Regions from separate parts of the Mus musculus genome. Here regions 1, 2, 3 and 5 are each linked to region 4. Evidence: chromatin contacts called from public Hi-C and HiChIP or PLAC-seq data. All regions are on one chromosome and are shown on one strand. The core of a region is the stretch at or near the end of the contact, and the rest is flanking DNA. Distances in the headings are between cores, read along the strand shown. Region 1 overlaps Ldlrad3 (low density lipoprotein receptor class A domain containing 3). Region 2 holds the start of Fjx1 (four jointed box 1). Region 3 overlaps Ldlrad3 (low density lipoprotein receptor class A domain containing 3). Region 4 has its middle 11 kb from the start of Gm34268. Region 5 overlaps Ldlrad3 (low density lipoprotein receptor class A domain containing 3).

Region 1 (4,505 bases), core at 1,198-3,697, 220 kb after region 4:
GAGCAGCTCCATGATCCTGTTCTGTGTTCTCCAGTAGTCCCCAGTCAGTCTCTGACAGAAAGCCACTTCTTTTTTGAAGCAGACAGAGAAGCCATAGCTTATGTCTAACCAGAGACAAACGAGGTCACTTTATAGAGTGTCGTGGAACCCAGTCAGTGTATCCCTGTGGACACGCACAGTGCCTCTCCTCAGACTCACATACAGGAGCATGTGGAACCTAGCGCTCTGCTCTATAGAGCCTCACGGATTCCTTAGGATGCCCTCATTCTTTCCCCTTTGCTCCAGGCTCCGCACATCAGTTCATCTGCTGGCCTCAAGCCGGAGCATTCACACGTCATCCCTGAGAGGCATGGATCTGCTCTTGGGCTCCATTGGCTCTATTCACCCTGTTTCCTGTTCCTAAATCAAGGCTGAAACTACATAGAACAAAGCTGCCCTGTAACCCAGAGGGACCACCCAATGTAGTCACAGTAGGCAGATTTCTCATTAAAGTCAAGAAGCTATGGGAAAGACCCTGTCAGCCAGTACCATCATAGACTCTTCCAGAATGTCCCAATACAAGAATGTAGGGGTTAGGGGGTGAATGCTGATCTCCAGAAAAGCTGGCTGCAGGCTGTGTCAAATTTAGACAGCAAGGTATGACACGCGGGTTATCTAGCCAGACTTCCAACTTTGCTTTCATCCACAGGTGCAGTGATAAGATGCTGGGGTGGGCACTAGGTTGCCATTTGGGCTTTAGTCTCTGTAAGGCCAGTGTTCTAGGTAATCTATGGCATGTCTCTGTCTTTCGTTTCCTCTTAAATTTCTACTGGAAAGAAGAAAGAACTCTGTGTAGTCACAGTCCACAAAGGACTCACATATAAAGGACATAGGATAGTTGAGATAATTTGGACACTTGTAACCATTCCACAGCTAGGTCCAGTGCTTACACAATGTGTCCTGGGAGCTTCCCTCTGCAAACAGAAATTTAAGGGGCCAGCCAGAGGGAAAAAAACACTGGACTGTCGGTAGTGATTATCTCTGTTGGTGACTGCTGAAAATTTTTATATCTGATTGTATTCCTTAATACCAAGCAGAGTTCTTTTGTGTTTTGAAAGAAAGATTTGCATTTAAAAATAAAGGCCAGGGCCTGGACACGTAGCTCAGTTGATAGACTGACTGCTTGCATAGCTTATGGCCCTGAGTTTGTTCAGCAGCTGCCATAAACCAGGCCCACGTCTGTGAAGCCAGCACCCAGGAGATGGAGGCAAGAGCGTCAGAAGTTCAAGGTCTTTCTTGGCCACATAGGGAGTTCAAGGTTGGCATGGTTACATGATACCCTATCTCAGAAAAACCCAAAAATGAGTAAAGGCTAGATTCCTGAATGTTTCTCATCCTGATCTGAACAAAGAAGACACAAACAGCCATTAGGAGCTAAATATATAGGTCTTAAGGAATATCTTTATTTTATGATTTATTTGTATTCATTAAACATTAACAAGACTGCAAGCTTGCCTATGGATCTGGGATGGCTGAGCGGAGGTTTGAAAGACGGTCAGCTGTGAATAATTTATTCTGAAAATCACAGAAAATAAAGTAGCACTTGGGAGGAGGAGATTTTGCACTGATATGTTTGGATTTATACAGTACATGCTGTCTAATCCTGGGAGAGTTCCTTTCATATCTCTCTCTGTGCCTTCGTTTCCCCATATGTAAGAGAAAAGTGAACTAGCCTCAGTTATTATGAGAATAAAAAGCTTAACAACAATCTTGAATTCAAGAATAAGGCCAGGGCCAGGCGGTGGTGGCTCGTGCCTTTAATCCCAGCACTTGGGAGGCAGAGACAGGCCGATTTCTGAGTTCAAGACCAGCTTGGTCTACAAAGTGAGTTTCAGGACAGCCAGCCAGGGCTATACAGAGAAACCCTGTTTCAAAAAACCAAAAAAAAAAAAAAAAAAAAAAAGAAAGAAAAGAAAAAGCATAAGGCCAGATGCCTTAGATGCCTTATTATGCCATAAACTCAGGCCACGTCCCCGTTTGCCTGGAGATGCTTAGGCTTCGGACGTGCTCTATGGCCTCACATCAGAAGTAGCAGTAGCAACAGCAGCATTGAGATAATAAATTGGTGACGGTGCCTCGACTTCTAACCACATCTGAGTCACCACGCTGGCTTCTTAATTAGGTCGCCCACTTGCGCCTTGTCTGACTCATAGCCGTCCATATAACTTGCCTTCTCTTTACACATTGGGGTGCTTAGGTTCAGAAGGGTCACACCCTGCCCAAGATCACACAGCTTGTCACACATTCACGCTCATTCCAAAGCCCATGCTTGGACGCACTTGCCTGTCACGCTTACATTTTACATCTGCCTGCAGGTGTCTAAAGCACACACTTGCCTTGCTTTTGCTACCTCGAAGGTCTGGGTGGGGTGTTTTAGTGCCCTTCAAAAATATATCAGAATGTGTCCAGCTGTTTCCCCATGTGTTGGAGGAAGGAGAAGTATCCGAGGTAGCAGAGAGCTGGAGTTCCTTGCTGTTACATATTGATAGCAGAAGGCTTTTTATTTAAAGGAAATTGAGACCAATTATATGGCTTGCAATTAAACTCAGAAAGGGAATTGAAAGATGGAGAATTAATTTCCTGTTTGTTTGTGATACAGTATCTAGGCAAACAGTTAATCAGCACTTGTATCAACACCCACCCCATAGGGCTCAGCCCTGTAAGTGCAGCCTCCTCTGCCTCCCCCGAGAACACTGGTCCATCTTACACAGTTAGCACTGCCTTGCTCGGCCTTGCTCTGTGCCAGGTGCTTGACAAATGCAGATTCCTAAGTCACCGTGCACAGATGCTCGGCTAGGGCCTGGGGGGTTGTGATGTCACAGAAATCATTACATCCTAAGAGCAGCAGCAGCAACACATAGCAGACACGTGTGGTCAGACTTACACAAAGAGCAGCTTCAGGTGTGATGGGCAGTAGTAGGCAGAGGCCAAGGTTGGCCCTGAGAGACCATGCTGGGCCTCCACTTTTATAACCAAATGAAGGACACGGAGGGCAAATGCCAAGTCCTGTGGAGCAAAACAGGCAGATTTGAGATTTCGCACAGGAGAGGTGATAAGACCTAGCAGTCTGCTTTGGAGGGAGAGAGAGGGAAGGATGGGGGAGGGAGCCCTGTCTTCAGATGCCCTGGTCACCATGGGGGAGAGGTTAAGTTCAAAGGTGCACTGTACAATTCTGGAGGCCTTCTATTCGCCTGTCCCTCTTGACTATGTCAAAGCCAGGGAGTCTGACTTGCAGGGGTGGTGGCTAAGGCTACTATGAACAGGAGCTGGTGTCTCGCTGCTTCTAAGAAGGCCAGAGGTATGAGGTCTGGAATTTCCTGTCAATACAGCCTTCATCTTCACATCCAGCATCCTGTGTCTCAGGCCAGAATGAAAATAACAAGGAGCCAGGAAGGGTCCCCAACCGTGCTGCAGACATGAGCCAACCCAGCCAGGAAGGGTCTCCAGCCATCCTGCGGACATGAGCCTACATCCAGCCAGGCTTGCCACAGGTCCACGGGGCTTTCTGGGCTTAGAGCCTGTAGATAATTCCCTTTTCTCAGTTCCCATCCCAAGTTCTATAAGCTCTGCCACCCCCTGCAGGTGGGTGTAAGCTGAGGTTGGGCACTTTGCCAGGACAGCAGCTGAGGCACAGAGTTCTGCCATATTTCCGTCACAGTGAGGCAGTTGGAGGCTGTGAAAGGAGGTACTTTGTGGTGGCAGGGACTTTTGTACCACCCTTGCCCCACCCCACAGTCTTCTCGCCTCCTTTGGGTCTTTGCTTGGTGAACTGTTTTAGGACCACTTTCTGCCAAAAGATGTTTCCTTTCCCAGCCTCCACCCACATTGGTTGATAGGATAACCATGGCTCGGCTTCCTGCAAGCCCACGTACTATGTTCATTTAGCTCACTGCAGAGCATGGAGACAGGCGGCAAATGGCAATCACAAGCATGTGAGTCGTGTAAGGAAAAGTGTAGGGCACAATAGGATAAGAGTGGAGTCCTCTAAGCAGAGGTTTGCAGTTTCAATCTGGAGGTGGGCAGGAGTCTGTGAAGAGGGAAGCGGCTGCTAGGTAGAGGGAACAGCAAGGTGAGGGAACCCCCATTGGAAGAGAGGAAGTGTGGGGATGCCTGCCTGTAGTGCCCACCTGGGTCAGGTGGGGGCTGGTCCTAGATACAGCGTACGATCCTGACCTACATCTCTAGGGTACTGGGAGGTCAGGAGTGGCCCAGAAGACATTTGGAAGGAAGAAGCAGATGCGCCTGAGCCAGGTGAGACCAGAAGGCATTACAGGGCTCTGGTGAGCTGTTTTGGTCTCACCACAAGCCTGCAAGGCCTTTCTGTAAGCCTGAGTTGGAGCTGAGGTTTCTCTCCAGCCCCCTCTACCACTCTGTTACTGCTCATTGCCCTCTACCGAAAGTCTGAGTGCTTAGACCATGCTAGGCACCTGTGATCGTTTGCATATGCTTGGCCCAGGGAGTGGCCC
Region 2 (4,487 bases), core at 1,876-4,375, 190 kb before region 4:
CTTAGTAAGAGTCTGCTAATGCTGTTGTTATGGTTACCGTTAATATTTCACCTGAGCTGCATAACAACCTGTAAGTTTGGCGCGATTTATTATCCTCATTTCTCAAGTTGAGAAATTGAAATGCATGGGAGATAAAAACTAGCCCAAGGAACAAGTCAGAAAATGGAAAGCCTTTCAACCTCGAGCCTCACTCTTGGCTCCCAGCGCTCGTGCCACCTTTCCTAAGTTGCCCAGAAAGTGTGGTTCTGTGAGCCTGACCATTGTTCACACAGGACTTCAGGCAACTGTGAATATATTGGAGGTCTAAGCTTAAGGAGTACTAAGAGATTCTTAAAAGAGAAAATAGGTTCTTATTTGGGGATCCCTACGCAACTGCTGAAGGTCTAAAGAGATGATGTTTCCCCATCTCAGAGCCCCAGAGAATGCAGGGGTGCTTGCTGTCTTCAGGCTTCAAATCTAAGGAGCTACAAGGGCAGTCAGCTAGCAGGAAAGCAGAGGCAGGTTCTATAAACACTGTCTAAAATAATCAAACATTGCTATAACTCAAACGGCATACCACTCTGCAGGGTGTGTTTGTGTGTGTGTGTGTGTGTGTGTGTGTGTGTGTGTGTGTGTGTGTGTGCTTGCTTTCTCTAGCTTATCCCTCTGTTTTCTGCAGTTCTGCATTTTGACTGTTAAAGCGCTTCATACATCTCATCCTGGTCATGAGTACACTCGGGCCTAGGGCTAAGTCTGGTTCTGGGGCTCAAACATGAAGTCCACTCATCATCTGAGACATGAGATCTTAGCCTGGCTCTTCACGCCTCCTTTCATCAGTACCCTTAGTGTGACTGTGAGAGTCTGGAACTTGGAGTGGCTGGTATTAAAGTGGACTTTCCCAGACTAATAATCTTGCTCCCCTCACATTCAGTCCCTCACCAATATTATTTTTTCCTTTTAAGAACTTGAGAGAAAAGTTTCTTTGTATCCTGTAGCAGTGAGATATTTAAACAAACAAACAAACGTGATGATGCTACTTGAAAAGCTTCATCTCGTTCTAGGTGAATCATTGCATCATTGCTGAATATGCGCTCAGTGCCAGGCTTTGTGCCCTGGCCACTGTTACACAGTGGGCAAGAGAACTCCCCATGCAGGGTACCATAGTGGGTCACTAGGCACTACACAGTCACAGATTCTGCCAAGAGCCAAAACCACAGAGTCACCAAGCACTGTGAATTGCCCCGCTGCCCTCGGGACATAACTTGGCCCACGGTGGCATTTAGTGTTCTGAGTTTAACTTAATCACCACTATAAAATGTAGTTCTCTAATTAGAGGATATTCTGATTATGCCCACAAGGTGGAGATCTTGCTTACAGTTTGCCCACACTAAACTCAATGCAGGGGGAAAAAAACACCTAAAAGTTACATCAAAAGACAAAAATTAAATTCAATGAATCCAGTTCTTATTTCATGTAATATACTATATTAGCTGGTATATGAAATAAAAATTTGATAAGAGACAGTCCCTGCTCTCTAGGGAAAGACAGGGGGAAGCTTGCATGAGGCAAGAAAAAAAAACTTTTTAATGAATTAATATATTGTACTGGATCCATATGGAAGGCACTGTAATCCTTTTATCAGATAAGCACTACAAGAAGCCCCGTGGTTGGGAACACATTTAAGAAAGACCCCACACTTTCAGGTGGCACACAAGGTACCAGTGGGAAAGAAACCCAGGAAGGTGTATGCCTTGGGTCAGCCATGTTTTGGAAGGTTAATGTATCTACTCTGTCACAAACATTTTACATTGTCTACCCTATAACTCCAGAATAAATATACACAGCACAGGCAGATGTAGCCCAGCTGAAACCTCGCATGTGTTCCCAGGAGAGGAATATAGGGAAAGGAAACACACACACACACACACACACATACACACACACAATGTGAAAGAAACCGATTTTAAACTCTGGCTGTAGGACTCGGGGAGGAGTCAGAAGAGAACCTGCTTAGCATACGTACTGTCCTGGGACAGTTCCCTGGCAGTGCCAGCTCTGGCTCTCAGGACCCCTCACGGCTCTGATCTTATGACTAAGAATCTCCAGTTTGAAATATGGGATACAAGAAGGGAAAGGAAAGATTCAGTTTGTTTCCAAGAGATTTGCTGGTAAATTAAATCCAAGAAAGTCTGGAGGAAGATGCATCAGTTTTTATAATGTGTTGGTTTGTTTTTTTCTTCACTGCCCCACTTCCCACTAGTCCTTTTTCCTTTACACTAAACTAGTAAAACAATTGTTTATTTTCCTTTGTTTGGGAGAAATTTATAATTGGGAATAAAGTGACTGACTAAATGACAACTTAAAAACAAGGTGAGAATGTTGACAATAAGTGTTTATATCTATCTAGATATCCCTATCTCTACATATTGAACTTTCTTTAAAATGGGAAAGCCAAGTGGCATGCGACCAGGGGACCTGACTTGGCTGTCCAACTTGCACAGCAAGGTTTAATTCCAAGCATCCCTGAGAAAAGTCACAGAAGTTAACCTCATTGCTCTCAAGCCTGCAATGATCCATACCGGGGAGCTTGCATCTGGAGAGAGGTTATGGGTTCAAAGTCATTGGCTACAGATGGTTCCTCTCCCAGCTGGAGTCACATCCTCTAGGGCTCGAGACTTTCCGGGGAATTTACATAAGCCAGCGTGAATCACACCAAGTGAGGTAGCAAAAGGACTCACCCTGACCCCTGCCTGTACTGCGGTGGGGGGCTGTCTGAAGTTTTCAGATCAGACACAGTCCAAAGGAGGGTACAAGGGGATCATCCCACTCCCAACAAGAGCACCGGACACGCCGCTACTCCCAAGCCCTACAATTGGTCTCTGCCCCCGCCCCCGCTCCGACGCCCCCGCACGGACGCCCTCAGTTCAGCCTCCTCCCCGCCCCGAAGTCCGGGACAGAACGTGGGGCCACCTCTCGCTCCTGGAAGGATCGGTTGCCGCTTTAAGGGGAAGAGGAAGGGAAGGGGCGGGGGAGTGGGGGGCGGGGAGAGGCGGCAGAGGAGGGGGAGGGGGATCCCCCTCGCTCCCACGTGGTCCGGGCGCCTGTGAATCGCGCCCGCCGGAGGGTCTCACAGCGAAATACAAAAGCTGCTGGGAAGCCACGGGGAGGCGAGTTCCCAGCGCCGGGGCAGAGCGCTGGCCAGAGCCCCGCAGCGCTCCGCGGCCGCGATGGGGCTCCGGCACCCGAAGCCCCGGAGCCAGCTAGCAGCCGGGCCCGCCTCGCCGCCCGCACCCGGGCGCCCGGGCTTGGCTTGAAGCGGCGGCGGTGGCACCGGCGCGCCGGCAGGAGCATGGGGAGGAAGATGCGGGGCGCCGCCGCCGCCGCGGGGCTCTGGCTGCTGGCTTTGAGCTCGCTGCTGACGCTGTGGGGAGGACTCCTGCCACCGCGGACCGAGCTGCCAGCCTCCCGGCCGCCCGAAGATCGACTCCCTCCGCATCCGATCCAGAGTGGCGGCCCCGCGCCCGAGCCGCGATTCCCTCTGCCCCCGCCCCTAGTATGGGACGCCCGCGGCGGCTCCCTGAAAACTTTCCGGGCGCTGCTCACCCTGGCGGCCGGCGCGGATAACCCGCCTAGGAGGCACCAGGACGACCGCGGGCGGCACGAGCCCTCCGGGCTGTCCTGGCCAGAGGAGCGCAGGGCGGTGCACGGGGGCGTCTTCTGGAGCCGCGGCCTGGAGGAGCAGGTTCCCCGGGGCTTTTCCGAAGCCCAAGCAGCAGCGTGGCTGGAGGTGGCACGGGGTGCTCGGGTGGTGGCTCTGGATCGCGGGGGCTGCGGACGCAGTTCCAACCGCCTAGCCCGCTTTGCCGACGGCACCCGTGCCTGTGTACGCTACGGCATCAACCCAGAGCAGATACAGGGCGAGGCCCTGTCCTACTACCTTGCGCGCCTGCTGGGCCTCCAGCGCCACGTGCCGCCGCTGGCACTGGCTCGGGTGGAGGCTCGGGGCGCGCAGTGGGTGCAGGTGCAGGAGGAGCTGCGCACCGCGCACTGGACCGAGGGCAGCGTGGTGAGCCTGACGCGCTGGCTGCCTAACCTCACCGACGTGGTGGTGCCCGAGCCCTGGCGATCAGAGGACGGCCGTCTGCGGCCCCTGCGCGACGCCGGGGGCGAGCTGACCAACCTCAGCCAGGCGGAGCTGGTGGACTTGGTACAATGGACCGATCTGATCCTCTTCGATTACCTGACGGCCAACTTTGACCGGCTTGTGAGCAACCTCTTCAGCTTACAGTGGGACCCACGCGTTATGCACCGCGCTACGAGCAACCTGCACCGAGGACCAGGAGGGGCGTTGGTCTTTCTGGACAATGAGGCGGGCTTGGTGCACGGCTACCGGGTAGCCGGCATGTGGGACAAGTATAACGAACCGCTGCTACAGTCGGTGTGTGTATTCCGAGAGCGGACTGCTAGGCGCGTCTTGGAGCTGCACCGGGGTCAGGACGCGGCGGCCC
Region 3 (4,767 bases), core at 1,148-3,647, 140 kb after region 4:
GAGGGAGTATAGATTAACAAGGCCGTGGGCGGGGAGGGGGGCTGGCTAAGCACAGGTGCTTGGAGCTAGGCCAGACCAGACATCCTTGTGTGACTGCTGCCTTCTCGGTGACAGCCAGATGCTCCCCTATCCAAGCTTGAACAGGAAGATATTTGCATGATGAGGACCAAATGGCTTTTGGAAAAATACACAGGACAGATGTCCGAGGTTCTGTGTAGCGCTCACATCACACGGGAACAGTCCAGAGCACAAAGGCTCTTCACACATGTTCTAGGTATGCTTATAAACAAATCACTGAAGAAGAGCTCACTAGGTGGTGTTAACCTGTCGGTGAGTGAAAGTATATGTCCATGCAGGTGTGTCTGCATGTCTCAAGAAATGAGTCCTGGAGAAAAGCACGAAAAGGTAGTAGGGAAGGAAGGTCTCTCTGAGATCTGCAAGCATGAATGCTAAGCTGTGTGTGTGCTGCGCAGACGAGTTGTGCCTCTTGTTCCGTTCAGCGGTGCCCACAGATCTAGGCTGTCAGGAAGAGAAGGAGGAGAATCGAAGGGAGCAATCGGAAAGCAGAGTCTACTGATAGTTTGCAGATGTCCATTCAGACCCGACCATGACGACCATGACGGCTGCTGCTAGGGAGGGAGCCGCAGCGGAGAGCAAGGAGAAGTGCCAAAGGACAGCAGCTGTCAGGATGAAATTCCCATTTCACAGCTGGAAACGTTTGTGTCACTGGCTGAATGTCCTGGGCGACTGCAGTGAGCATAGCCCCGCTGGAGTTTCTAGTTGTTCCGGTTCTGTTCCCCACATCAAATAAGAGTTGCGGGCCAGGGGCCCTGGAAGACGCTTTAGCAACAGGCTGCTGTCTTCTGCCCGACAAGGAAGGGCGTGGCTTTTACTTTTCCATTCCTGCACAGATGGTGCAGTTATTTTCAGTTAAGTGATGTTCTGCAGGGAAACATGCAACTCCTTTGGATTCTTTGACTTAGTGAAAAAGAGAGAGGAGAGGAGGAGGAAGCCAACTTTGTGCTAAGGCTGGTCATGTTTTTATTTAAGTATATTCCGAGACACCGAACTGGGAGAAATATTGCTGCCATTAGAATGCCCAGCTGTTGGGTTGAAAGATTTCTAACCTTTCAAGCAGACAGGATAGCGATCTACCTGTTCAGGTTTAGGTTCTCTGTATTCCTTAGTTTAACTATGTATGCACAGTCCCACACAAGTGCTAGAGAAATGGGGTAAGGGTGATGGGGTGGTTCAGGGATGGAGGTTAAGGTACTAATGCCATGCCTGGTTTACTTCTTAGAGTTGTCAGTGATACTTATGGGAGAGCTGGGAATTGTAGAATCCTGGGGTGCAGAGCTGAGGACAGACAGAGCCTGTGCCTCTGGGTGTGGTGTGTGTGTATGTGTGTGTGTGGTGTGTTTGTGTGTGTGGTGTGTATGGTGTGTGTGTGTATGTGTGTGATGTATGTGGGGTGTGTGTGTGTATGTGTGGTATGTATGCATGTGGTGTGTATGTGTGTGGTGTGTGTATGTGTTTGTGTGTGGTGTGTATGTGTGTATGGTGTGTGTATGTGTGTGTGTGTGCCTAGCAGGAATATTCCTTAAGAGGCAATCACTAACATGGGCTGGGATTAAGGGAAACACAGGATGGGATCAGAGGGATTAATAGAAGAACCAGCCTCAGGCTGGGTGCCTGGGACAGGTTCTCAGATTTGATGACTTATGCTGGGGGTCAAAAGAATAAGCAGAAGGAGGAGAGCATATTGGATTAGATTTCCAGTACAATAGTGTGGCTTGAACGTCAGATTGTTTGTCTCATCAGAGAGATCTGAGATCAAGCTGTCAGCTGGGTTGGTTCCTTTCAGCCCCATCCCCTGATTTACTAATGGTTCCCTGTGTCTTCATGTTGTTTCTCCTGTGTGTGTGTGTGTGTGTGTGTGTGTGTGTGTGTGTGTGTGTGTCTGCCCTAATTTTCTTTTCCAGTGAGGATACCAGTCATGTTGAATTAGGGTCTACTCTAATGCCTCATTTTAATGTATTACCTCTCTAAAGACAAATGTGCTCCCATTACGAGATTACTAACAGGCCTACAGCTTAAAGCTTTGGAGGGATCCAATGCAGCCCCAAACACCAGGGAGAAGATGGGCTGAAGACTCTGCTGGGTCAGCCTGCCCCGTGCTTAGAAGCCTGGGGAACAGGAATGACATTCGTGTGATCAAGACACTGGTTTTAAAGGAGGGAGGTGCTGGGGCTTCAGAGTCAGGGTCATGCCTCTGAAGAGAGGCTCTCTACACCAGGATGTAAGAATTCAGAGTTGCTGAAGGTCCTAGAGATACCGTCACCTGCACTGAAAACGCTCACTGTGTGAAAAGAGAAACAACAGGAGCGACTGAGAACTGCTGAGTAGCAGGTGTTTCTCTGCCTCAGCACTGTTGACTTGTCAAGCCAGATGGCTCTGTGGTGTGGTGTGTCTCAGTGGGTGGCAGATTAGGAGAAATGTGGCACAATACATCGAAAAGTCAGAGCTGCACTCCTCCCTCCCCCGAAACCCTTCCATGCAAAGTCGTATCACATCCCTGACCTTTACATGTTAAATGGCAGTAGCACCCCTAGTCAATGCAAGAAAATGTCTCTAGGCCCTGACTTTTATATATATTCCCACACAGTTCTTCACTGTGTAGACTGCTGGTTGAAAAGGGAACTAGAGATAACCCATGGAAGCCACTAGGCCAGAGAGGCAGCTGGGCTGGGCTTGAGGAGGGTTAGAAAGACAGAGTCTACAGGGGGATCTTCTCTTGCTTTGGCTTCTTCTTAGGCGCTTACATTTGATGACGTCACTTTGCTAAGGCACTGGGTGGGGTGCGCCTTGTGTGCTTAAGGGGACTTAGAAGAGCACAGAGCATGTGCCTATTGTAGTACTGGCAGGGCATTTGTGTGTAATGCATATAAAGGATGGGATAAATACTCTCTGAACCTACACAATCACTCATCAAGTCCATATGTTGCCAGCCTTATTGATGCTCTGAGCAAAGTCTTTGGAATCTAATCTGACCAATTTTCTGGTTCCAGAAATCTGTTTATCAGAGCAAGATTTCACAGTTGTAGTGACTTTTCCAGGGGGTTTGTCTTCGAGGAGTTAGCTCTACAAAAGAGAGTCTAAGTGATTTCCAAACAAACCCAAGCGACAGCCCTGCATTCTGCAGCCCGGAGGAATTTCCTGCTGGCTGGTGACTCTCTGAGCAGTTGTTCTCGAACAGCTGGAGTGTGTATAGGGGGTAGAGGGCAGGGGTGTGGAGGTTCTGGGCTGAGCACGTAGTGTCTGGCTAGAATCCAGCATATGACTGCTGTCTGGATACCTCTCCATGGACGTGCAGATCATAAAGTTAGTGCTCACTGTGAGGGTTAGTGACTTGTGGGGTTGCCTTCAGGGGAAGTCCTCTGTTGAGTCTGTGCTCAACAGAATGGAGCATCCTCATTGATTGGGTGGAAGGGTGGGAGAAATGGTAGCTCAGTGGGTTTGCAGCTCCTGCAGGTCAGAGTGGCACATCCTCTATTTCTGATCCTTCTGGGCTGTGCCTCCCCACATCAGGTCCTTGACACTGTTCTCTTGATCTGCACTCCTTTGCTTTGTGTCAGTCTCCACTGAAAATGTCACTTCTTTTTTTTGGACTCTTTCTTGGTTGCATTGAATTGTAAATAAGAAACACCAGGGAGTCCGACAGTGTTGGTGTGTGAGCCTGTGTGAGTGTTTGTATTCTGGGTCTATGTAAGCGCATGAGTATATGTGTGTTTGTTTGTGTGTGTGTGTATTTCTAGTCTATTTGCATGTGTGTTCATAAATGTCTGAGTGAAGGCCAAAGCCAAGGACACTCATTGCTGATGCTTCTCAAGTTCTGTGCATTTGGTTTTTGGGACAGGGTTTCTCACTGGCCTGGAACTTGCCAAGTAGGCTTGGTTGGCTTGTCAGGATCTACCTTAGAATCATGTGCCAGTCACTGCCAAGATATATATATATATGAGTGATTCTGGGGATCAAATTCAGGCCCTTATGGAAAATATGTTACCAACCGAGCCAGCTCCCCATTCCCTGGCTTTTTAAGGTAAGAAAATGCCATGGTTAGGAAGATTCTTCGGGCCAGAGGACAGATTAAGACTTGGAGGAATCAACTGGGAGGCAGGAGGCTGGGTTGGAAGTTGTAGCTAGTGGTGATCCCCATGGGGTGGTGGCTGCTTGCACTCCTAGCTGCAGTGATAGGGATAGGGATTGGCCGTGTGCAGGGCTGATAAAGTGAGCCAGGGATAAGGCTTGTGATGGCTCGGGCTGAGTGGAAGCTTTTGTTGTAGCTTCCCTTTGGAATGGACTGTGAAATCTCATTTCTAAAAGGCAACATGTCTGTTTGGTCCTAACTGAGTATCAGGTAGCAGATGTTCTCCAAGGGGCTATCCACAGCACAAGGGCTTGTTTGGAACGGTTAACCCATGGCCATGGCCATTTCCACTGGTCCTGGCTTGCTTGCTCCAGTTATAAAAGTATTTTTTTTATATCACTTCAAAAGTAGTTTTGCCACTGGGTGATGGTGGTGCACATCTTTAATCCCAGCACTTGGGAGGCAGAGGCAGGTGGAACTTCAGGTTCAAGGACAACCTGGCCTACTTAGTGAGTTCCAGATCAGCCAGGGCTAGACCCTGTCTCTAAAAACAAAAGCAAACAAACACCAGCCAGCCAGCCAGCCAGCCAGCCAACCAACCAACCAACCAAAAACCCCAC
Region 4 (4,512 bases), core at 749-3,248:
ATTATAAAGTCCCTTACATAAAATGGCATAGAATTGGCACAGCATCCCATAGACATTACATCATCTCTATACTACTAGTCCTTGCTACTAAGTAACTGCTCCACAAATAATTGTCAGGCAGTGTTGTGTTGGGTCGACCAGTAAAGAACCTCAATGTGTTCAGCACTCATGCAACTCTTTAATGTTTTATATATTACATATTTATTAGACAGTGTGTGCGCATACACATGCTAAAGGCATGTATGTAGAGGTCAGAGGACAACGTTCAGGGGTTGGTTCTCTCCTTCCATCTTGTGGGCCCTAGGGCTCGAACTCAGGTCATCAAGCTCAGAGGCAGGACCTTTAGCTGCTGGGCAGTCTCAATGGAACCTGATGCAAACTTTGAAAAATATCATTGGCTCAGCATTCTGAAGACTAAGGCAGGAGGATTGCCATGAGTTCCAAGTCAAATCTGCATAGCAAAACTCTGTCTCAAAAATAACAACAACAAAACATTTAACCCACAATTAATTGAATCTGTGGATTCAACCCCACAGCTGTGAGGCAGGGCTGCGGTTTATCCAGCACCTGGGAACTGCTGTGGAAAGTCAGAGCTGTGGTAAAGAAAGAAAGAAAGACGTTTCTCAGCAGCATGCGTGAGAACTCTTAAGCTGTCTTTGTCTGTCGGGTTTGAACACTTAGCTTAGGTAAGGGAGCCTGAGTTTGAAGGGCTGAAACCAGTTGCAAATTCCCAACACAAAGTGCTGTTGAGGAAACCCTGAGGGCCCCAGAAACCTGCACTGGCTTCCTCAGAGATTAAGATGGCCCTGTGACCTGGCCGCTCTGGAGCCAGGCTCTGTGATGACCCAGCATCCTTCCGGTGGAATCCGCCCTCCGGGACCCTGAGGCTCTCTGCAGGTTGCTGGGGTCCCCAGGAAATGAGGTTAGCAGGCTGCCAGCCGGGCTTAGCTCTGCGCTTTCCTTTTCTTTATGAACCTTGCTCTCCTAGTACGCCCGCCCGCTCAGGAAATTGCACATATTTCCCTTGCTTTGCCGGCAGCACAGCTGCTGCCCGCTCACCTGCCAGCAAAGGCCTCACAGGGAGGAAGTGAGGAGGATGAGCTCAGAGGAAGGGAGGGAGGGAATCCAGGTGAGTCCCTTGGCCATGACCTCTCTGCTGCTGAGGGTCCCCACGTCAATATCTGCTGGTACACTGGGATCCAAACTGCCTCAGATCACCCAGAGCAGAGAGGCTGCTAGGACCGCGATCCTGGAGCAGGGGCGGGGCCGAATCTTTTTTTTTTTTTTTTTTTTTAATTTTAATAACAAACACAATTTCACTCATTCACTCAACCAGCGTTTATTAGTTTATGAAGTGGGTGTTTACTGCACCGGCAAGGCTGAGTTGGATAAGATAACACAGCAGGATCAAGAGAAATGGACACTTGCCCATGTGTGTACACTCACAGCTGTGCACATACCGTGTGGCTGTGGGCTCTGTAGCCATGGGATCAACGATGCAGTCACTGAAAAGAGATGGAGACTTGTGCATGGTGAACCTTCCCTCTGTTACTGTTCCTTCAATGAGATGCACAACACCTATTACAACTGCATTTGCATCGCATTGGCTGTAGTGAGAGGATTTGAATCACAGTGTACAAATGCTACACCGTCCTGTCTGAGGGACTTAGCATCCGTGGATTTGGTGATCTTCGGGGGTGCTAGATTCAGACTCTGAGGATAGCACAAAAAGACTGAGTGTGTGTCTACACAAGCATGAGGCCCCGGAAGAGAAAAGAGACTGGGCTGAGGAGACTGAAGGTTAGGGAGTCACTCATGGGAGACCATCCAGGGCAGAAAGCCAGTCAATTTTCTGTGCCCCGCAGCCAGAAGCAAAGAAAACCAGGGAAGAGGCAGAGGAGGAGGAGGAAGAAGTTGTCTGGTGGTGGTGGTGCTGGAGAAGGGGGGTGATGGGGATGCCCGCGGCTCCTCCCACCTCACAGCGGGGCGCCCCACCAGCAGCTCTATTCTGAGCAGTGCCCCACATGCTTTTCCAGTAATGGGTCAGAGAGGCAGTATTTAGCCTTTGTAGGCTTCAGGATGTCTTTTGCTTCAACCCTGTCCTGACTACTTTACTTTTATTTCAGTCTCCACCGTGCCTCTGTTTCCTCAGTTATTAAATGGGAACAGAGTCCTGATTTCAGGGCATTGCTGGCAACGTTACAGGAAGTAACATCTGCCAAGCGCGTGGCCCATATTAGCAAAATAGCTGCTACTGTTTCTATGCTTTCCCCACTCCGGCACTGCAGGGGAGCAGGAGTGCAGGGGTGGGGTGTGTCCTGGCCTGTCCTCTCACCCTAGCCCAGCTGCAGAGCCCTCCCTCTGCCGTCCAGGCGCTGGCTTTGGAGAGACCTGACCTGAAGCAGCTTCTCAAAGAAGAAATCAGACTCCGCATGGATGTTAGCTTCATCTTTCCTGTTTCTTCCCCATGTTTGGCAGAAACGAAGAATGAGGGTCATGGGGAAGAAGCCTTATCCCGTCTATGGCACTATCATATTTTGACTGACTTGGGTAGGGTGACTTGGTAAACAAGCAGCAGGTCAAATGATGTAGAGCTGAGAGAGAAACACGCAGCTTTAAATTGCCCCGGGTGCGGCTGCCATGTGGACCTTGGCTGCTCCATCCTGCTTCTCAGTATTGCTCCCTTGTCCACTCCATCTCAAGTGTACCCGCACATGACTAACTCACATTGGACGGAAGAGCTCCAGGATGCATTTGCGTTCTCATATGCAAAGTATTTTCAGTCTGGTTTGGGGAGGGGCATGAAGCTTTCTCCAACTTGATTGATGAGAAAAGAGAGTTACAGAGTGCATACACTGATTACAGCCCTCCAGCTTAGGTCACCCTGGATTCCTACCACTGAACTCCAAACGATAATTGCTACTGCACAGTCAAGAATTTATCACAACATATATTACTTTTTCTACCACACCCACTTTCCCCTCTATTAGCATGCAGCTGGAGGAGAATATTAAAGATTGAACAACTGAAATAAAGAGGAATTGTTCTAGTTGACTATGGAGAAGGAGAGGTAAAAAAAAAGGAAGTATTTGTATGGAGAGATTACACATCCACCGGATCTCAGTTTAAAATTTGCCAAACCTAACCCATTTTCCATAAATTCATTTACTGACGTCTAGAAACCCCACTGAGAAATCTATTTCTGATCTCCTTTTGAAGAGTTATTTAATTCCCAGGGAGCGTGGCCCAGTGGCAAGATGTTTCCAAGAAAAGGGAGGGGAATCTAATTCTCTATTTGGTTTAATTTTCTTCTGGAACACTTGTGAAGGCTCAAATCCAAGGGGAGGAAAAAATACACTCCCACTTCAGGCAACAGAAAAGAGAGAGGAAACCAGAACTTTCCCTCTTCAAGGAAGGCAATCACAGGCCATGCACATATGCACCACCTTACAAATTTATAATCTGTTTGAACTTAGACAGAAATGAGGCTTCAAGTGGCCAAAGACAGAGAGAGAAAATGGAACAAAATAAATGTTCCTACGATTTGAAAGAGAGTGGATCTTAACTATGCAAGAGACATGGATAGACAGACAGATGGATGGTCAGATGGTTGGGTGACTGAGTGTGTGGGTAAGTGAGCAGATGGATGGATAAATGGATGGATGGATGAATGGATGGATGAATGGATGGATGGATGGATGGATGGATGAATGGATGGATGGATAGGAGTCTTTAGGTAAGTCAGCAGATACACGGTTCAGGTGTGTGAATGGGCAACTATATAGCCAAATACAGGCATGCATAGTTGTGTGTGGGCAGAGAACAGATGGATGGAAAGATGCATGGGCTAGATAGACATGTCAGTAGAGGAACCAGGTGGCTAAATCCTGCTTATGATTAAGTTTGGCCACATGATTATGAAAGATTTTTTAATTCATTGCTTTCTTTACCACACAAAAGATTACTTCCAAACCAGATCTCTCCTCTTTCAAAAAGCCCAATTTTCAAAACTTTCTTTTTGCTAACAACTGACTAGGGCCCAGGAACAGCTGTCCCTTTAGAAGCAGCACGTAGCTTCCGTCTGGGGTTGCCATCCCACATTATCTCTGACACCTGCCAACTTCCCTCTCTCACACTATCTCCTGCAAGGAGGCATTTGCTAATACAGTAAAGGATCTAGTACATAGGCCTGTCTTGGTCTATTCTGCTACGTTTTAAAAGTGCTTTTGATCAGGTGACTTTGTGAGTAGTAGAAGCTTGTTGCTCAGAGTTCTAGAGTGTTAGAAAAGCTACCATCACGGTGCTGGCAGATTCTGGGTCTGGATTGCTTTCTGCTTTATTGCTAGCACATATCCTGGCTGTGTGGACCAGGCTCCCTTTTAGCCTTTCTCAGAGGATCACTGAACCTGTTTATAGGGACTCACCACACCGCATTGGATAGCCAAGCACCAATGCCAGGAAAACAAGAGGGTCTCAAGCAGCTGGGACATTGAAGAGAAATCGAGGACTCAC
Region 5 (4,882 bases), core at 1,466-3,965, 170 kb after region 4:
ACAAGGTGACCAGTACCTTAGAAATAATAGCTGAGGTTATCTTCTGGCCTCCACACACATGTGCACACCTACCAACACATGCATGCACATGCACATTCATGATCACTTATACACACACACAGAATATGGGCCTGGTGTTCATGCTTGTATTTCTAGCACTCCAGATGCTGAGGCAGGAGAATTGCAAGTTGGAGGCTAGCCTGGGTTACATAACAAGTTCCAGACTCCATTGGGCTTCCAAGTGGGAACCTGTTTTAAAAGACAATCAATCAAAACACAAACAAAATAATGTGGATAGGTGGTTGGGTGGGTGGTTATGTTGATGATGGATGGGTATAGGTAAATGAAGGAGTCAGTGCATGGGTTGATGAGTGCATGGGTCTATTTTCAAACCATTGGTGGGAGGGAGGGATGGATGGATGATGGATAGATGGATGGATTAACTGATTGGTGAGTGGGTTAATGCATGTTTAGGTAGATTGATGGATAGATTTGTCTTGGTACATAAAAAGAGGAATACCTCACTCTGTAGCCATTCCTTCCCAGAAATCTTTGTCCCCTCTCTTCCCCGGCAGGTAGACCTTCTTTCCTCCAGTTCACATAGAACTGTGTGTTTCTACCTATGACTTGTCAGCATCAGATGCAATAAAGGCCATGGGTGTTTGCTTTCTAGGGCCATTAGATGTTTTCAGACAGCCAGCAAAAGGCCTGAATTTATCTTGCTCAGTTTTCCCAGCAACAAGCACAGTGCGCTCCCAGCATAGCGTATATTTGCTGAGTGACCCCATCGAGGAAGAAAGACTTTGGAAATGCACGGACAACGTGTCCTGCTCTCTCGTGGCCGCTTTCTCGGCTAGGCTTTTCCTAACAGGTAGCCAGATAGGGTTGCTAAAGAGCAGCAGGGTTCCTTCCATCTGCCGCATGCACACACAGAGATACAACCACATACAGAGACACACAGACACAGAGACAGACAGGCAGAGAGATAGACAGAGACAGACACCTCCCCCATATGTCTCTCAAGACTTTTAAAGGACCTCTTGATTGTTTTAACAGCCTGTCTTCACAACGTCTCCTTCTGCTTCATCCCTGTTCCTGCCTGTTAAGTAACCATTCTTCCCACAGTTGGATCCCAGTGGATGTGAACCCTGGGACACCCCTCCCTGGTCAGCATTTGCGGATACCTATTATCTTCATCCTCTGTCATTACATCCTAATGTTTTGCTTAGATTTTAAGACAGGGACAGAGGCTAATGAGGGGCTTTTGTGCCCAAGAACTGTGGACCCTGGCAGCTTCAGTGGCTTTTGTATTTAATTCCAGGGAGGTAGGGTACTCATAGTGACTAACAGGGTTTCAGGGGAAGAGACAGGCAGCTCAGCCGGCTGAAAAGATGCAGCCCTCCTCAGATCAGCTGTTGCTCAGGCAGCCTGGGTGTTCCTATGCAGGGAGAATGGCAAACTCTAGAAGACCCCCCCTCCCTCCCTCCTCCTGGTTGTTACTGTCTCTTTCGCAGGGTTGTGCAGGAGCCAGCTCTTGCTGTGGGTGAGCTGAGCGCTCGAGCTCCCCTAGGCTCTACTTTCCTCCACTCTAAAGGGACTTGGTCACGTCTAAGCACCAGATACCTATGATTGTCCCTGTGGGAAGACAGAACCGTTTGCTGGCACACGAGCACATGTGTAGGAATAGATTTTGAATTGTTTACATATGCAAAAAGATTGGACTCCTAGTGAGCAGAGTATACAGAGGCACTCTGGGGTCTGTGCCAACCTGGGAATATTGTTGCAACGTTGTACACCAGACTCTCTGCTCAGTGCTCTGCATGGCTGATATCATAAAGAATTTAGATTGCCACACTAAATCCCACAGACACACACCCTTTATATAGGATTGAAGCTTACAGGAAAGGTGGAGCCAAGATATGAATACAGACATTCCAGAGTGAGCCTAAACCATTGTTATGCTGCCCCCTGCAGGTCAGTGTATGGCCTGGCTCATCAGTGTGGAGGGTTTTGAGGAGCCTTAGAGATTAGAGGCAAGACCCTGTACAACATATTTCCTCTGCAAAAAATGGGGGGGGGGGGGAAGAGCTTGAATATTTAGTAGCTGAAGCAAATTCTAACTGCTCTTCAGTTCCAGAGCATGCAGCAGGGGCTTGAAACATCAGAACCACAATGGGAGTCTCCCTCAGGGGTGCCTTTCCTGGTAAAAATCGACAGCTGGGGAGCTGGCTCAGTTGGGAAAATGCTTGCCTTGTAAAAGTCGTGAGAACCTGAATTTGAATCCCAGGATCTTTGTAAGAAGCCAGGGGTGGGAGTTCACATGTGCATACCTGGTGATGGTGAGACAGACGACAGACAGAGACAGGAAGACCCCTGAAGGCTTGTGGGCCACTAGCCCAGCATACTGCTGAAATCCCAGGCAGGTGAAAGACCCTGTCTGAAGCAAGAAGGCTGTCCTCTGATCTCTGTGTGTGCATCCTTGTACCATCCCCAGCACACACAAACCCAGCAGGAACATCTCTGGGCTCTGTGCACTAAAGATGTCTGGCAGGTTCCTAGGACCACTGACCTCAGTTCCCAAATCCTCCCTGAAACGGTCCCTGATGCCTCCAGCTTTATAAGTCTTCAGAAGCTGGAGTGGAGGGTGGGACTCTGTCAGTTGAAGATTCTAGTTCAGTAGGTCTGGGGCAAGGCTGGCTGTGCAATAGCAACCCAGGTGGTTGCTGCTGCAGCGGGTCTGAGGTCTGTATACCTCAGGCCTCAAGTCTGTGTTTCCCAGGGCCTAAGCTGTCTGCATCAGAATAATCTCAGACCTTCCTTCCATAAGCAGTGAGTCTCAGATGAAGCTTAGGAAGTTTCTGTAACCACTCTGACAAACACTGCCCTGTTCCTTGCTTTCTGATAGTCGAGGTCCCTCGTGGACTGAAGACAGGTCACATAAGATTAGTTCACAGGTCTAGGTAGGGGATAGGAGTGTCCTATTTCACTGGATAAATCCACTCCATACTCAGACTTGGGATTTCTGCAATTGTTTCTTCACATCCTCTTGTCTCTCCCACGGCCTCCTGCCTGCTCCTCTCTTTTCTCCTTTGCTGTACTTGAGTATGTGCCTTTGATACTCCATATCCTGGCTTTTGCATCTCTCTCAGTAATGAAATTGCTGCACGGATCCCCAGGAATCTGCTGTTAAATTGGGCAAAATTGGGCAGGTAGTGATGTCCTTAGGTGCCCTTCATGCAGACTGGGCGAGATCCACCACATTGTCCCTCCATGATTAGCTGGGGTGGCCAACCATCTTTCTTGTTTGCCCTCTTCCTTCTTAGTCCTTTTTCCCTGGGCCATTGTTCTTCTGGGAGTGGTTCAACCTTTCCATATAATAATTCTGTCTGGGTGACATCTGCCTTTTCTATACTGTAGTGTTGCTGCAGGGGGTTCCATACTGCATGTCTGATCCAGTCACTGCCCTCACAAAAACCATGGAGCGCTGCAGCTAGGCAGCCTGAGGCACATGCTGGCTGGCCTTGCCACTTGTCAATGGAGAAATCCTGTATGCACTGCTGAACTTCTCTTGACTATAGTTTTGAATGTGGCAGAGTTGGTACAGTGCCGTCCTGGTTAGCTTTTGTTGTCAAATGGATACAACCTAGAATTACCTGCCATGGGGGAAATCTCAAGAGAAGAATTGCCTCCATCAGCTAAACTTGTGACTATATGTGTCAGCCACTGTCTTGACTGAGATTTGAAGATCAACATTCAGGGCCCAGCCCACTATGGGCGGTACCATCCCTAGGCAGGTCGACCTGGAGTCGACAAGAAAGCTAGTTAAGCATAGTGCAGTGAGTTAGCCTGTAAGCAGCAGTCCTCCATGGTTTCTGCTTCTGTTTCTGCTTGAGTTCCCGATCCGACTTCCCTCAGTGCTGGGTAAGGCCTTTCTTCCCCTAAGTTTTGTTTTATCATTGAGGCAGAGGTTGAAATTGGAACAAGTCTTTAGCTGGGAAGTTTCTATTCCCAAGGCGGAGGCCTGTTGAGCTCCCCATGAATGTCTGCCTTGAGTTTTCTTTAATTATCAGGAATAATGAATTGAAGTAATAGCAATCTCAATGGGCCCAGATCACAATAGAATCCAGTGAGGCTTTGAAGTGCCTTACAAAACACCCTTATCTGGCCCTGTGATTCCCACTGGCTGCGCATCCCTCTCCCATACTCTACCTTTCTGCCCTGTCTCACAGCTCTTTACGTATGTCCTGTCCTCTGTGCCAGTGCCTTTCTGCCAAGGCAGGGGGAGGGGATCCCTTTCAAACTGCCCCTGATTCCTGCAAGAAGAGAGGGTCATCTCTCCCTTCCTGTTCCTGCTCATTCTCGGGGGCTTTTGTGAAGCACATGTGCATCTCTCTGTACGAAACGTGCATGATCGTCTCCTTGACATGGTGTGCTTCTGAAGTTAGGCTGGCATCCCTGGTACAGCTGGGACTCGCTGTATGTTGTGTGAATGGAGGAATGATGGATTGGCGCGGGAATTCAGAAGCTGATCCAGTGGCTCAGAGGGCCGGCCTTCAGGATGCTTGAGATGATCTTGCCTTGTTATAGTTGAGAACTTAGGAGTGAACCTTGAGCCCTCTCTCTTCCTAACCATCTCTCTGCTTCACTAGTTCAGCCAGCACTACTGCTAAAGCAGTAGGTTTCAGCCAGGCATGATGCTAACATCTCACAATGATGGAGATGGCTTCGATGGTCACTCCTAGGGCCAGTGCTAGTAGATAGTGGGCAGGGGCTAAAAGTGATGGAAAACCCCATAGTTCACAGGGAATCCTCTGCACAGCCAAGAATCACCCAACCCTAATGGGCTGAGTTGAGGAACCCATCCTGGAGAATCAGAGTCCAC

Evidence for each region. A called contact is a pair of places that touch in the nucleus more often than the background predicts. HiChIP or PLAC-seq counts read pairs in DNA pulled down with a chosen protein or histone mark.
Region 1: a contact with region 4 is called in an H3K27ac HiChIP or PLAC-seq map of double positive thymocytes, with 5 times the contacts expected there. The contact joins two enhancer-like sites. A contact is called at or near these places in 2 of 484 Hi-C or Micro-C datasets (cerebral cortex and double positive thymocytes) and 2 of 115 datasets of contacts at active chromatin or transcription factors (bone marrow-derived macrophages and double positive thymocytes).
Region 2: a contact with region 4 is called in a Hi-C map of forebrain, with 5 times the contacts expected there. The contact joins the promoter of Fjx1 here to the enhancer-like site in region 4. A contact is called at or near these places in 6 of 39 promoter capture datasets (the 3T3-L1 cell line, hematopoietic stem and progenitor cells, hippocampal neurons and 2 more), 3 of 15 datasets of contacts at CTCF or cohesin (the NIH/3T3 cell line, large pre-B cells and pro-B cells), 15 of 484 Hi-C or Micro-C datasets (3T3-L1-derived adipocytes, the HL-1 cell line, the N1E-115 cell line and 11 more), 17 of 115 datasets of contacts at active chromatin or transcription factors (craniofacial prominence, embryonic basal ganglia, embryonic forebrain and 13 more) and 2 of 9 other capture datasets (adipose tissue and liver).
Region 3: a contact with region 4 is called in an H3K27ac HiChIP or PLAC-seq map of double positive thymocytes, with 2.4 times the contacts expected there. The contact joins two enhancer-like sites. A contact is called at or near these places in 6 of 484 Hi-C or Micro-C datasets (cerebral cortex, double positive thymocytes, forebrain and 1 more) and 3 of 115 datasets of contacts at active chromatin or transcription factors (double positive thymocytes, embryonic limb bud and thymocytes).
Region 5: a contact with region 4 is called in an H3K27ac HiChIP or PLAC-seq map of double positive thymocytes, with 5 times the contacts expected there. The contact joins two enhancer-like sites. A contact is called at or near these places in 2 of 484 Hi-C or Micro-C datasets (the Ba/F3 cell line and cerebral cortex) and 2 of 115 datasets of contacts at active chromatin or transcription factors (double positive thymocytes and embryonic limb bud).

What each region holds. Positions count from the first base shown.
Region 1 is chr2:102,032,318-102,036,822 of GRCm38.p6, reverse strand. All of the region lies in intron 4 of Ldlrad3 (low density lipoprotein receptor class A domain containing 3), which reads left to right. Among named protein-coding and RNA genes, the nearest start is that of Gm39888, 43 kb to the right of the region's middle. Within about 2 kb of position 2,447, at least 72 of the 459 cell types and tissues checked have an H3K27ac peak or open chromatin away from gene starts, as enhancers often do. A contact at or near this core is called in double positive thymocytes, where this site is marked.
Region 2 is chr2:102,450,430-102,454,916 of GRCm38.p6, reverse strand. Fjx1 (four jointed box 1) reads left to right here and starts at 3,125. Exons shown (of 1, transcript NM_010218.2): 1 at 3,125-4,487. The coding sequence starts at 3,329.
Region 3 is chr2:102,115,226-102,119,992 of GRCm38.p6, reverse strand. The region is part of intron 1 of Ldlrad3 (low density lipoprotein receptor class A domain containing 3); the gene reads left to right. Among named protein-coding and RNA genes, the nearest start is that of Ldlrad3, 69 kb to the left of the region's middle. Within about 2 kb of position 2,397, at least 47 of the 459 cell types and tissues checked have an H3K27ac peak or open chromatin away from gene starts, as enhancers often do. A contact at or near this core is called in double positive thymocytes, where this site is marked.
Region 4 is chr2:102,255,882-102,260,393 of GRCm38.p6, reverse strand. No RefSeq gene overlaps it. Among named protein-coding and RNA genes, the nearest start is that of Gm34268, 11 kb to the right of the region's middle. Within about 2 kb of position 1,998, at least 65 of the 459 cell types and tissues checked have an H3K27ac peak or open chromatin away from gene starts, as enhancers often do. A contact at or near this core is called in the N1E-115 cell line, the P5424 cell line, cerebral cortex and 2 more, where this site is marked.
Region 5 is chr2:102,088,789-102,093,670 of GRCm38.p6, reverse strand. The region is part of intron 2 of Ldlrad3 (low density lipoprotein receptor class A domain containing 3); the gene reads left to right. Among named protein-coding and RNA genes, the nearest start is that of Ldlrad3, 95 kb to the left of the region's middle. Within about 2 kb of position 2,715, at least 13 of the 459 cell types and tissues checked have an H3K27ac peak or open chromatin away from gene starts, as enhancers often do. A contact at or near this core is called in double positive thymocytes, where this site is marked.